Regions from separate parts of the Mus musculus genome. Here region 1 is linked to region 2. A link is a contact called in public Hi-C data. All regions are on one chromosome and are shown on one strand. Each heading gives the region's core, a stretch centred on a gene start, on an enhancer-like site or on the middle of the called end of the contact. The rest is flanking DNA. Distances are from core to core; before and after follow the strand shown.

Region 1 (5,522 bases), core at 2,449-4,948, 4.8 Mb before region 2:
ATATTTTTTCTTCAGTGTTAGGAATCAAGCAAGGTCTCTGAACATGACTACACTCTTACCCGCAAATACTACTGTTAAATGTAAGGACTGGGACATCCTCAGATTTTGGAAACTAGTAGTCCTAGAACCAATTCCCTGAGATTGCTCTTTGGTCTCTTTCTGGGTAACAGCCATCACCTATTCTAAGTCTTTATGTGAGCTCCTATACTGTGCCTTTATCAATGCAATCTTAGCTGATGGACACTGGCAGATATATGTGAGCCATGCTTGTGCAGCTGTCCTTGCCTTGAGAAGTCAGCAGAGTGGTTTGATAGTCTTTGTCCCCTCAACCTGGGCCCCAGGAGAAGATGCTCAAATCAAAATGGTCCCAGCTGAGCCACACATTCCACCCTGAAGCAGAGCCCTGAGTTAACTTAAGTGCTCTAAGCTGTGAGGTTTGGAGCTCTGCTATGGAGACTTATTGCTGCAACTTATTTCAAAGCAATGGTAAAACTGGCGGGCTCACAAGACACAATGAACATGAGCTAAAATCAGCTCATAATTTATTTCAAACCTTCAGGATTAACTGTATTTAGAATATGGATTTTCTTTTGGATTCTGTAAAGGCAGTATATGCTCAATAGTACATCCGAGAGCCTTAGAATCACAAGAGTAATTAATATCCATTTAGGTCTATGGTGAAACACACCAACAGTCTCAAAGTATATCAAGACAGTAGGATCTAGGGAGTTAGCTCAGTGGGTAAAAGCACTTGCTGTCAAAAGGAGCAGAGCTCAAATTCCCAGCATCACATCCAAGCCAGGCATAGTTCCTGCGCCTACAGTCCTAACACTGGGAGGTGGAGACAAGAGGCTCCCAGGAGACTGACAGACAGCCCACCTAGCTGAAACAGCTTCGGCTCAATAAAGAGACTGTGCCTTATAAAATAAAATTGGTGCTCATGGTGCAGCCCGCGTCTGACAAGCAGAATTTAATCCCCAGCGCCCACATATCGTAGACAAGAAGGATTCCATAAAGTGATCATGTGTGTTATAACATCTGTGTGCCATGGCGCACGTGCTCCCACACACACAATTAAGTTTTTAAAAATTAAGCTGGGTGTGGTGGCAGATCTCTGTGAACTTCAGGCCAGCCTGGTCTACATAGTGAGTTCCAGGAAAGCCAGGGCTACACAGAGAGTCCCTGTCTCACAAAACCAAGCAAAACAACAACAAAAATTAAATAAAAAGGCCCAGGGGGCGGGGGTGGGGGTGGGGGTGGGGGGAGACTTCTCGAGATGGCTCAGACAGTAAAGGTACTTGTCCCACATACCCGGAGACCTATGCTCAGTACCCAGTACTAATATAAAGGTGGGAAGAGAGAGCTAACTTCAGACTTCCGAATATTACTATGGAAGCCCCCCCAACCCTGCACACAAAAATAACATTTTTGTTTTTTAAGTAAGGCAATAAACAGTGGAGAAACGCTCCCCCTGTCCTCCTCTGGCCTCTGAATTTGTGAGCATATAGGCAAAGACTTCAGCTTTGCATATAAAGTAGAGGTGCACACACATACATATCACACCCACAGAATAAGACTCAACATGGTCTCTATCTGTACTGTCAAACAGACTACAGGCCATCCTAGGTTAGATCAGGTGGATGAATTCGCTCTACTCTCGAGTCATTCACCATCTCTGTTATCCAGGCTGGCCGTGATTTTCCAGCTCAGCCTTCCAAGTAGCTGGGACTCCTAAAGCACCGCCTATACCTGGAAATTATAAAGACTCAACCCAAAGTTATTTTAATAATTCTGTAATGAAGTTATTTTTATTGTGAGTCAATGTCTCTACCTTCTGTGGAAATGGATGGAATACAAGTATTTTTAAATTAAAAACGAATATTTACATCTAATTAACTTGCATAAATTCTTTCTGCTTTCACTCAAACAAGGAACTGGAAAAGACATCTGAAAACCAAATAGGGATTCTTGGAGCAGCAAATAGGAATCAGGTTTCTTTTAGACAAGGAAACACTGTGCCAGGTGCTGGGGATACTGTAGTCAGGGGTTGCTTCTGGTCACTGAAGAGCCTCCTAACTATCTAGAGAGGACAAGTTAATTTGACACGGATTTCCTGTTAAAAATGAAACTGTTAGCTACACTGGATTAACAAATCATTAAGACTAATTTCAACTGCTTCTTGTTACCTTTAAAAATGTGTCTGTGGGGCTGGAGAGATGGCTCAGCTGTTAAGAGCACTGACTGCTCTTCTGAAGGTCCTGAATTCAAATTCCAGCAACCACATTGTGGCTCACAAACATCCGTAATGAAATCTGATGCCCTATTCTGGGGTGTCTGAAGACAGCTACAATGTACTCACATATAATAAATAAATAAACCTCTAAAAAATTTTTTAAAAAAGTGTCTGTGGGAACATTTAAAACTAGTATTTGTGGTTCACGCTCATCTTTCAAGGGTACAATGGTACAGAGATCCTTCTAAAACAACACCAGGCCTTTCATTCCTATCGCTGACAATGCTCCCTGAAGCTTCCGTGTTTCTCAGCTTCTGTGACACTGCACTATTGTGGTTTCTGCATTCGTCCTCCTCAGCAGCCTCGTTGTCCTCCTTCTACCTGGCTCTTTGTTGTGTTCCCTAAGTGTCCACCCAGTTCTCTGCTCCAACATCAAACAGCAAATCTACTTAAGTGACCCATGTTTACAGTTTACAGCTCTGACCTCAGGCCATCTTCACCCGCTGTCACTTCAAAAGTACTATTTCCAAACCACTGCCTAACTTCCTTATTTCTCTCTCATTCTCCAAACTTGAACCCAGTCAATCTTATGCGTTAGTTGAACAGATCGCCTGTCCTGCTCACGTTTCTTCTACGTTTCTGTTACTGGAACTCTCATTTCTCCTAGTTATGTAAAAAGTTACCTCAATTGTCTCATGCACTCCGTCCTCCACTACCAGGCGGATGTGCCTGAGCCTCTGTTCGCGGCAGTGCCACATTTGAAAACGTGAAAGGGAAGAACTAGCAAACACTAAAGGCGCCTACAAGCGTCAGACACATGCATCGTGACAGTTCTGAAGAAAGAACAAGCGCCATACGACTCTTCGCCTGCCAACAGACACACTGAGAAGTTAGCCCCGAGTGCCACTCACTCACTTCTGGACTATGACACACTCGGGGCACCAGACGCAGAGTTTCACCAGTTGCTCAAGGCGACCCAGCCTAGGGCGCTTCCTCTATCTCTAGCTCCACTCTGATCGAGAGGCCACCCCTGATGCCAGCCATCTGCTCCCGGCCGCCCGGGGAAGCCAGCACTTCCGGGGTACCAAAGCTCGGAGAAGGCTGCTCTCAGTCTGGCCCCGGCTGGGTTCCGAGAAACCGGCTTCACCCCGTTTCCCACGCGGGGTTCCTCGATCTCCGCCCGCCTGGACCCCGCCCCTCATCCCTAGAGACGCCCGCAGCGCGGCCCTCGGAGACACAGGCCCGCCCGGACCCCCGGCAGGCAGGCGACGGTGAACACGACCGGCAGAGACACCCTCCGCCCCGCACACCCTGGGCACGCACCTTCTCTCTCCGCGCCCGGGCGGCCGGCTCGCAGCCTAGGTTTCCGCCTCAGCTGCCGCTGTTTTGTTTCCGACGAATACTCGCGGCCCACGGAGCAGGTCGTCCTAGGCCCCGCCCTAGAGGTCTCACCGGTGTCGCAACTTCCGGCCTCGGCGACGTTGGCCCCTAGACCCGGGAGGGGACGGAGCTTCCGGTGGCGCGCGCAGGCCACGAGGGCTGGGGGCTGGAGCTGGCCTAATCCACTCGCATAGATGTAAGGATGTGCGCGACCTGAGGCCTCTCTAGGGTTTGAGGCGCGTCTAGCGTTCTTCCAGTCTACAAGTGACATTTTCCCTTGTTTTTGGTTGAGACTGCGATTCGAGCGTTCCCTGCCGGTATCAAACATACCTTGTAGGAAAGGATGGGCTTGAACCTATTTATTTGGTTTCCATGTGTGGGGACACCGTGCCTTGTTTTGTAGTGACATTTTAAATCCAACACTTCCCATTTCTCCACAGTATTTATTTGAACAGTTCCTCAAAACGGATAAAATTTACTGTTTGTACTCTCAATAAACCAAAGCGATTGGTGGGTAAACAGAACCTGAGAAATATCCTATTAGTCTAGGTTCCGAGTCTGAAAGTCTTCCCAGATGGCAAGCTTCTAGAAAGCAAAGAATGTTTCCTATCTTGATTTTTACATCCCTCAGATTTTCCTTAATCGGAGAGACAATTATCAACAGCACACCACACATTTCACTTGGGCAAAAAACAACAGAGAAATTATTCATAATCCCAAATAACCAGAAAACGGCTAATGTGCTTAAGGAGCACACACGAGGAACTAGATTCTACTCCCAACAGAGACAAATACATCGGGATGGTGTTGTATCTGAAATCATAACACTCAGGAGGAGATGGGGCAGGACAGTGAGTTGAAATCGGACTGGGATTCCTAGCAAATTACAGGTCAAACTAAGATACACTGGGTCAAACTTCCTTTTTTCTACTTCCCAGAAGGCCTCGTTCTAAATAGTAGAGCATCCATCTCCATTTTCTCCCAACATTCTCAACCCTGCTTCAATAAACTCAGACTTCACTATTTTCATGCTTAAGATCTTGATACTTTAGTCTTTTCCGCCAGCGGAATGGCAACTGGGAGGAGACATAGCATAACCTTGGGTAGTTTTCCCTCAATCATTTACTTATACCCTCAATCATTTACTTATATGGGAAGAAGGCAGAAAATTGTAGACAGTACAGAACAAGCTCAATACACTTGCTAAACAAGCATAGACTAAAAGCCATTTGCAAACTACATTAATTGCGATCTTTTGGTAGAATGGCAAATGCTGTAAACTATACAGAGAAGCAATTTCGACAAACATTTTTGTGCAAAGATGTTCGTGGAGTACTGGTATATATATAAAAAAATCTCACTGTCCTACAACAAATCTTAGTTCACCTAGGTTATAAAACTCATGAATGGGGCTGGTGAGATGGCTCAGTGGTTAAGACCACTGACTACTCTTCCAAAAGTCCTGAGTTCAAATCCCAGCAACCACATGACGGCTCACAACCATGAGATCTGACGCCCTCTTCTGGTGCGTCTGAAGACAACTACAGTGTACTTACATATAATAAATAAATAAATCTTAAAAAAAATACTCATGAATGAAAGCTATGAGCAAGAGAACTGTCTAATGGACAAAAATGGCAGTTGTATTTACACTCAGTGTTCCAATAGATTCTTGTAAAAGTAAACCCTCAAAGGGGAGGGGGGACAGGAACTGAGTAGACTACAGATACTTCTGTTTTCTATATTCCTTTTTAGGGATATAAACACAAATATTACATAAATGACATGGGAAGACTGACACCAGGGAAGGGCAAAGGTGATTAAACATTAACCACCAATGAATATCAAATAGACAGACAATGTTTATAGAGTGCCAAGAGAAGCTAATGTATCCCACTCGGGCACCCAC
Region 2 (5,070 bases), core at 2,202-4,701:
AAATGAGTTAAGGCTGAGTGGTGGTGGCAGGGCATGCCTTTAATCCCAGCACTTAGCAATTGGAGTCAGGCAGATCACTGAGTCTGAGGCCAGCCCAGTCTACAGTGAGTTTTGGGTAGCCAAGGCTACCCAGAAAATCCTTGTCTCCAAAAACAAAACAAAAATAAAACAACCAACCAAAACCCAAATGACATAATTCAGTCATTATTTCTAACTTATATTATTCTCCAACAGTTTGATGAGGTAGGGCCTTATCCTTCCTAGGGAAGTACTTCATCACCCGTTTTTCTATTTTTATTTTGATATATGCCTATTCTTGAGAAGAGCTTTATAAATCTCTACAGTTCAAGTGTCTTTTAATCTCCATGCACTAAAGATACTTAAAATCATTCCCTTTGATCCACCCAAAGTACCCAGCACCTTCTCTTTAATAATCCATATGTTGGAAATCATACCAGTTAGCACTCTACTTTAAAAAGGAAGTCCTGAGACCTTAATTGTAGGTGAGGACTTTTATGTTTTCTTATTAATCATAACCTACTTACTGTTGTCAGAACTCAGAAGATAGGTAGTAACTATCGCCCAAAGGCCTAAGAAAATAAATGTGACATTTTAGTAACTTACTTTCTAGGCAGATCTATGAGTTTTGAGACCAGCTTGGCTGACAAAGTGAGTTCCAGGACAGCCAGGGCTATACAGAGAAACCCTGCCCCGAAAAATAAATAAACAAACACCCCCACCCCCAACAACCAGACATGCACATAGTCCCACTACCAACTGGGAAGATGTATGTGGCACTTGCGCATCTGTTTCTATCAGTATGACTATTACATGATCTGGCCATTGCCTAGCTCTTTGACATACCACGTTCTCTCTAGTTCTCCCTATTTGAAGATAAGGAAATGGAGGTGCAGGCTGAGCAACTTGCCCCTTTATATACTGATATGTGGTGGAAGTCAAAATTTGAGCCTATTAAATTTTGAACTATTTGTGCTCTTAAAATTAGACTATATTAACAAATATCTTAGCAACATCTAACACGATCAAAAAGTAACCCTGATAGACACTCAAGTGTTGGACGTATGTATCACATACTCGGCCAAACTACCAGGACAGAAGTGAAAGTACTGTTTATCTAAAAGTAACATGTGGCGGATTCATTTCTCCTCTGCTCAACAAAACAGGGATTTAGTAAATAAAAGAAAGTATCTACTCAGCTAGAATACTCATTTGGAAACAGCAGTTCCATTTTTTAAACAGAGCTTCTCTTAAGGGAGGGAATGCAAATGCTTTCAAATATCTGTATAGAGAAAACTCGGGAATTAAACAAAGACTTCCAAAGTAAGCATCAAAATAAACACTGTAGAAAAATGTCTAACAATGCTAGGAGATTTAAAAGCTGCTAGTCATATTTATTAAGCAAATTTCTCCAAATAGTAGCATCCAAAAAGGTGATGCTTTTTGTCTTCATCAGCTGGTTAAAGGTTACAGGCAACAGGGTAAGAGAACACAGAATGGAAACATGGCCACTACTTTAAAAGGCACAAATCTGTTTGCAGAATATGGAGTAAATAATGAAATGGTATATTACTTACAGTAGAAAGAAAGTATTCTGAAACTACAAAGGGATTCGTGTCACAAAGAACTTACTTGTTGGCTGATTGACTAAATCAATTCATAAAAACAATTATTTAAAAAAGAGCCCATGTTTTTTTTTTTCTGTCAATAAAACAGAAATCAAGAATTTATTCAGTCCTTTTTGATAATTTTCAAAGCATTCTGACTTTTTTCATTTTGCAATTTAATCTGTTAAAACAATTTTGGGGGTAGTCATTACTTAGTATTAAGCAATTCTGACACAAAAATCCCTCCCTAGGGAATTAAGTACTAGTGGGAAAACAAATTAGGATTACAAGGTGTTCTGAAAAGGCCCAAAAAAGTATTAACAGGAAACCAAGGAACAGAAATATAAGTGACTTCAAAGACAGATACATAATATACACTAAAAACAAGAACTAAACTCAAGTCTTTAACACAAAATCTGATATCCACAAAGTTTCCCTGTATCACACACAGTATGACAATGTTAAGGGCTCTCCCACCCCCCCTTTAGAGACAGGGTTTCACTGTGCAGCTCTGGCTGGCCTCAAGCATTTTCAGTGCTGGGATTAAAGATATGTGTACCTCACACCTCTCACAAGGGATCCCACTTCTGTAGTTAATGCCATACAGACTGTATGTGTTCTGATGTAAACAAACAAAAACACACTTCAAAGCTAGTTTCAAATACCTTGCATTATTAGTATTTTGCCCCTGTTAACTTCTAGAGTCGGTACATTGTCATGTCACCATAGCAGATATGGGCAATGAACATTCCAAAATAAAATGTACCACGCTGGGAAAACGCTGTTCAGCTCTAAAGTTTACTAGTACAACTAAGTCTTTTGAGAATCAGGGCCCACCATCTGGCATCATAGGCACAGAAAAAGCACTACAATTTCATAACTGACATTTTTGATGAACTGTCGAGGGTCTCCACCTCTTTAACAACAACTTGAGGAGGAGAAAAATCAAGACTTTTCTGATGTACCCTTTCTTCAAGAAACAATGTTTGTTCCTTAGTGGAAATTAAAGCATCCTAAATATAAGGGGGTGTTTAAGAGCCCCAATGCGAGTACACACTTAACTCTAAAGTTTTACGCTTTCAGCGTCCATAATTACAAAACTCCAGTTTTATTTTCGCAGTTACCCAAACAGGGCAAATAACTTCAACAGCTGATTTTAAATTCCAGGAATTCACTCATACAGAAATGCACAGCTAGAGCGAAAACTTAACGACCTCAACACTAATAGTTCCATTTTGGACTTTTTTTTAACTTAAATATGGTGGTTTATCCTATTGTTTCTTTGGCGAAAAGTTCAGTCTCCACAGAGAGAAAAGTTTTGGCAGTATCTTGGGGCTGAAAAGAAGGATAAAAGAAAGAAAAAAAAAAAAAGCCCAAATTCTCCGGTCCGGTAAAAGCAATCGTCTTGAACTAGGAGTGGGACTGGAGTCGAGGGTTCTCCAGAGGCCTCCCCACCACAAGACATCTTTAAGGAGGCTGTAAAAATCTACTTGGCCCACGTTCCTTCAGGGGTTCCTCCGCCCGTCCAGCCACGTTTCTGGCTCGCAGGAGCAGACACCGGCTGGCGAGAGGGCGCAGGAAATCACCAGCGGGCGGTGGCGACGGGGTCCAGACACTTCCCGCGCAAGAACGGGAAAGGGGGGGTAGCCCGGGGCCTAGCCGCACTGGACAAAACCAAGGCGAATCCTCGGGGAGAGCAAGCTGCGGGGCCGGTCACCTGAAGTGGATGTGTGAATCCCGAAGTAGGGTCCCACGCCGTGCTGCTTAGTGGCAACGAGGAGACTCGGAACACCAACCCCGGACGCCGAAGCTCCTCAGCGTGCGCTTCGCCCAACCCAGCGCGCATGCGGAGCCACCTCTCACTGCGCAGGCGCCGACAGAAAAGGATCCTTCGTTGCCACTAACCATAGAGTCTTGGTCCTCCTAATATGGGCGGTGTGAACCAAGGGACGAGCTGAAGAGTCACTGCCCCTGGTATTTATAGATTTTTTTGCGGAGGGAACTTGCTAGGTTTAAAGGAGAGGTAAGTTTCTGTTTCTTGCTCCAGGATGATCGCTTTAAGTTTTAGTCAACCAAGAGAGGGCGCTGTGACGAATGGCGGAAAGCCGAGGAAGAGGAGGAGCGTGATCCTCTCCTGACCCATCCCTCAGAGCGTGCTGGGTGCCGGCGACTCGCCGGAGGGAGGGGCGGTGGAGAGACCCGGAATTCCGGACTGTGCGCGCTTCCACATCCGGGCATTCCGTCTCCTCCCCCTCCCTCAGTCCTCGCCCAACAGGAACCGGAAGTGGGAACCGGTTTCCTGGTTGCCTCTTAGCAACGCAGTTGTCAAGTGACCCGGTCAGCTGACTCCCGTGGAGGCGGGCACTGGGGTAACCGGTTCTGGAGGTGTTGCGGTCCCGATTGTCTCGCCGGGGGGCCCGAGCCGAGTCACCGTCAGGATGTCGGGCAAAGACCGGATTGAAATCTTCCCTTCGCGAATGTAAGTTAAAGACTAGGACAAGCGACAACCGTGTTCAGGCACATCTTCCCGGCGCGCATTCCTGCGTACCCTTGGCCACCAGCAAGGTTCCTTGGTTTCTGGGTCGCTCCTTGAGCTTTCCCCAGGGTCTTCGTTTCCTCTGAGTTCCGAGCGAGGTTTCTTTCCAACGCTCCCCTCCCCTGCTGTTTCTGAGAGAAGAGGCCGGAGAAAGTGGTTCCAGTCCACAGGAAAAGGGGGTTCACCTGCTGGCAGCTTTTGGAGGTCGATGCCTTTACTCACTCATTCCGCACACCCTTTGAGCCACACACGGAGTTTACATAACTGAGCCGTCGGCGCCATCTCTACCTCCCAGGGCTCATCATTGCTGAGGATTGAGATGTAGACGCTGAGGTCTGACCAAAGCTCCCAGACGGGAAGTTATGTGACAGGGAAGCAGCTAGAAGGCCCCTCAGCCAAAGTGACATTGAATGTGTCACCCTCTCGCAGCTGTAGGTTTCAGTCTTGGATCCCGTCAAGTGTTATTTGCTGTGGGAAGATATCCCTGCATTTCTGAGGTATTCCTATAGCCCTGTGATGACTGCACTCTTTACGTCTAGCAAGTGTCACTCATGACACTGTCACGCGGGTATTTATTTGGGCTGTCTCCTGGATGAAGGAGGCATCTTTTTAATGCATAGAAGGTCCACAGAAAATTGTTCCTTGAACCCTTGCTTGGGATGTGCTCAGTTACAGGCCGCCTTTCTGCTTTGGGTTAACATCCTTGTTAGGAGAAGTGATGAAGTGAAAACTTGAAGTTTTCTCAAATACATATAATAACTTGTGGAAAGAAAAGGGTATTTGTGCTCTCATCTTCAATTGTTCCTGAAGAAGGAAATCAGTTTTTATTCTGATAATTAGGTCTCTCACTGTGGTCCTGTTTTGGGGCCTGTTTAGGGTTTTGCGTGTGTGTGTGTGTGTGTGTGTGTG

What was found. A called contact is a pair of places that touch in the nucleus more often than the background predicts.
Region 1: a Hi-C map of CD8 T cells shows a contact between it and region 2, with 3 times the contacts expected there. The contact joins the promoter of Psen1 here to the promoter of Eif2s1 in region 2. A contact is called at or near these places in 2 of 484 Hi-C or Micro-C datasets (CD4 T cells and CD8 T cells).

Annotation. Positions count from the first base shown.
Region 1 is chr12:83,686,328-83,691,849 of GRCm38.p6, reverse strand. Psen1 (presenilin 1) reads right to left here and starts at 3,698. Exons shown (of 12, transcript NM_001362271.1): 1 at 3,557-3,698.
Region 2 is chr12:78,860,453-78,865,522 of GRCm38.p6, reverse strand. It overlaps Eif2s1 (eukaryotic translation initiation factor 2, subunit 1 alpha), which reads right to left and starts at 3,451. Exons shown (of 8, transcript NM_026114.3): 1 at 3,343-3,451. It overlaps Atp6v1d (ATPase, H+ transporting, lysosomal V1 subunit D), which reads left to right and starts at 3,885. Exons shown (of 9, transcript NM_023721.2): 1 at 3,885-4,104. The coding sequence starts at 4,064.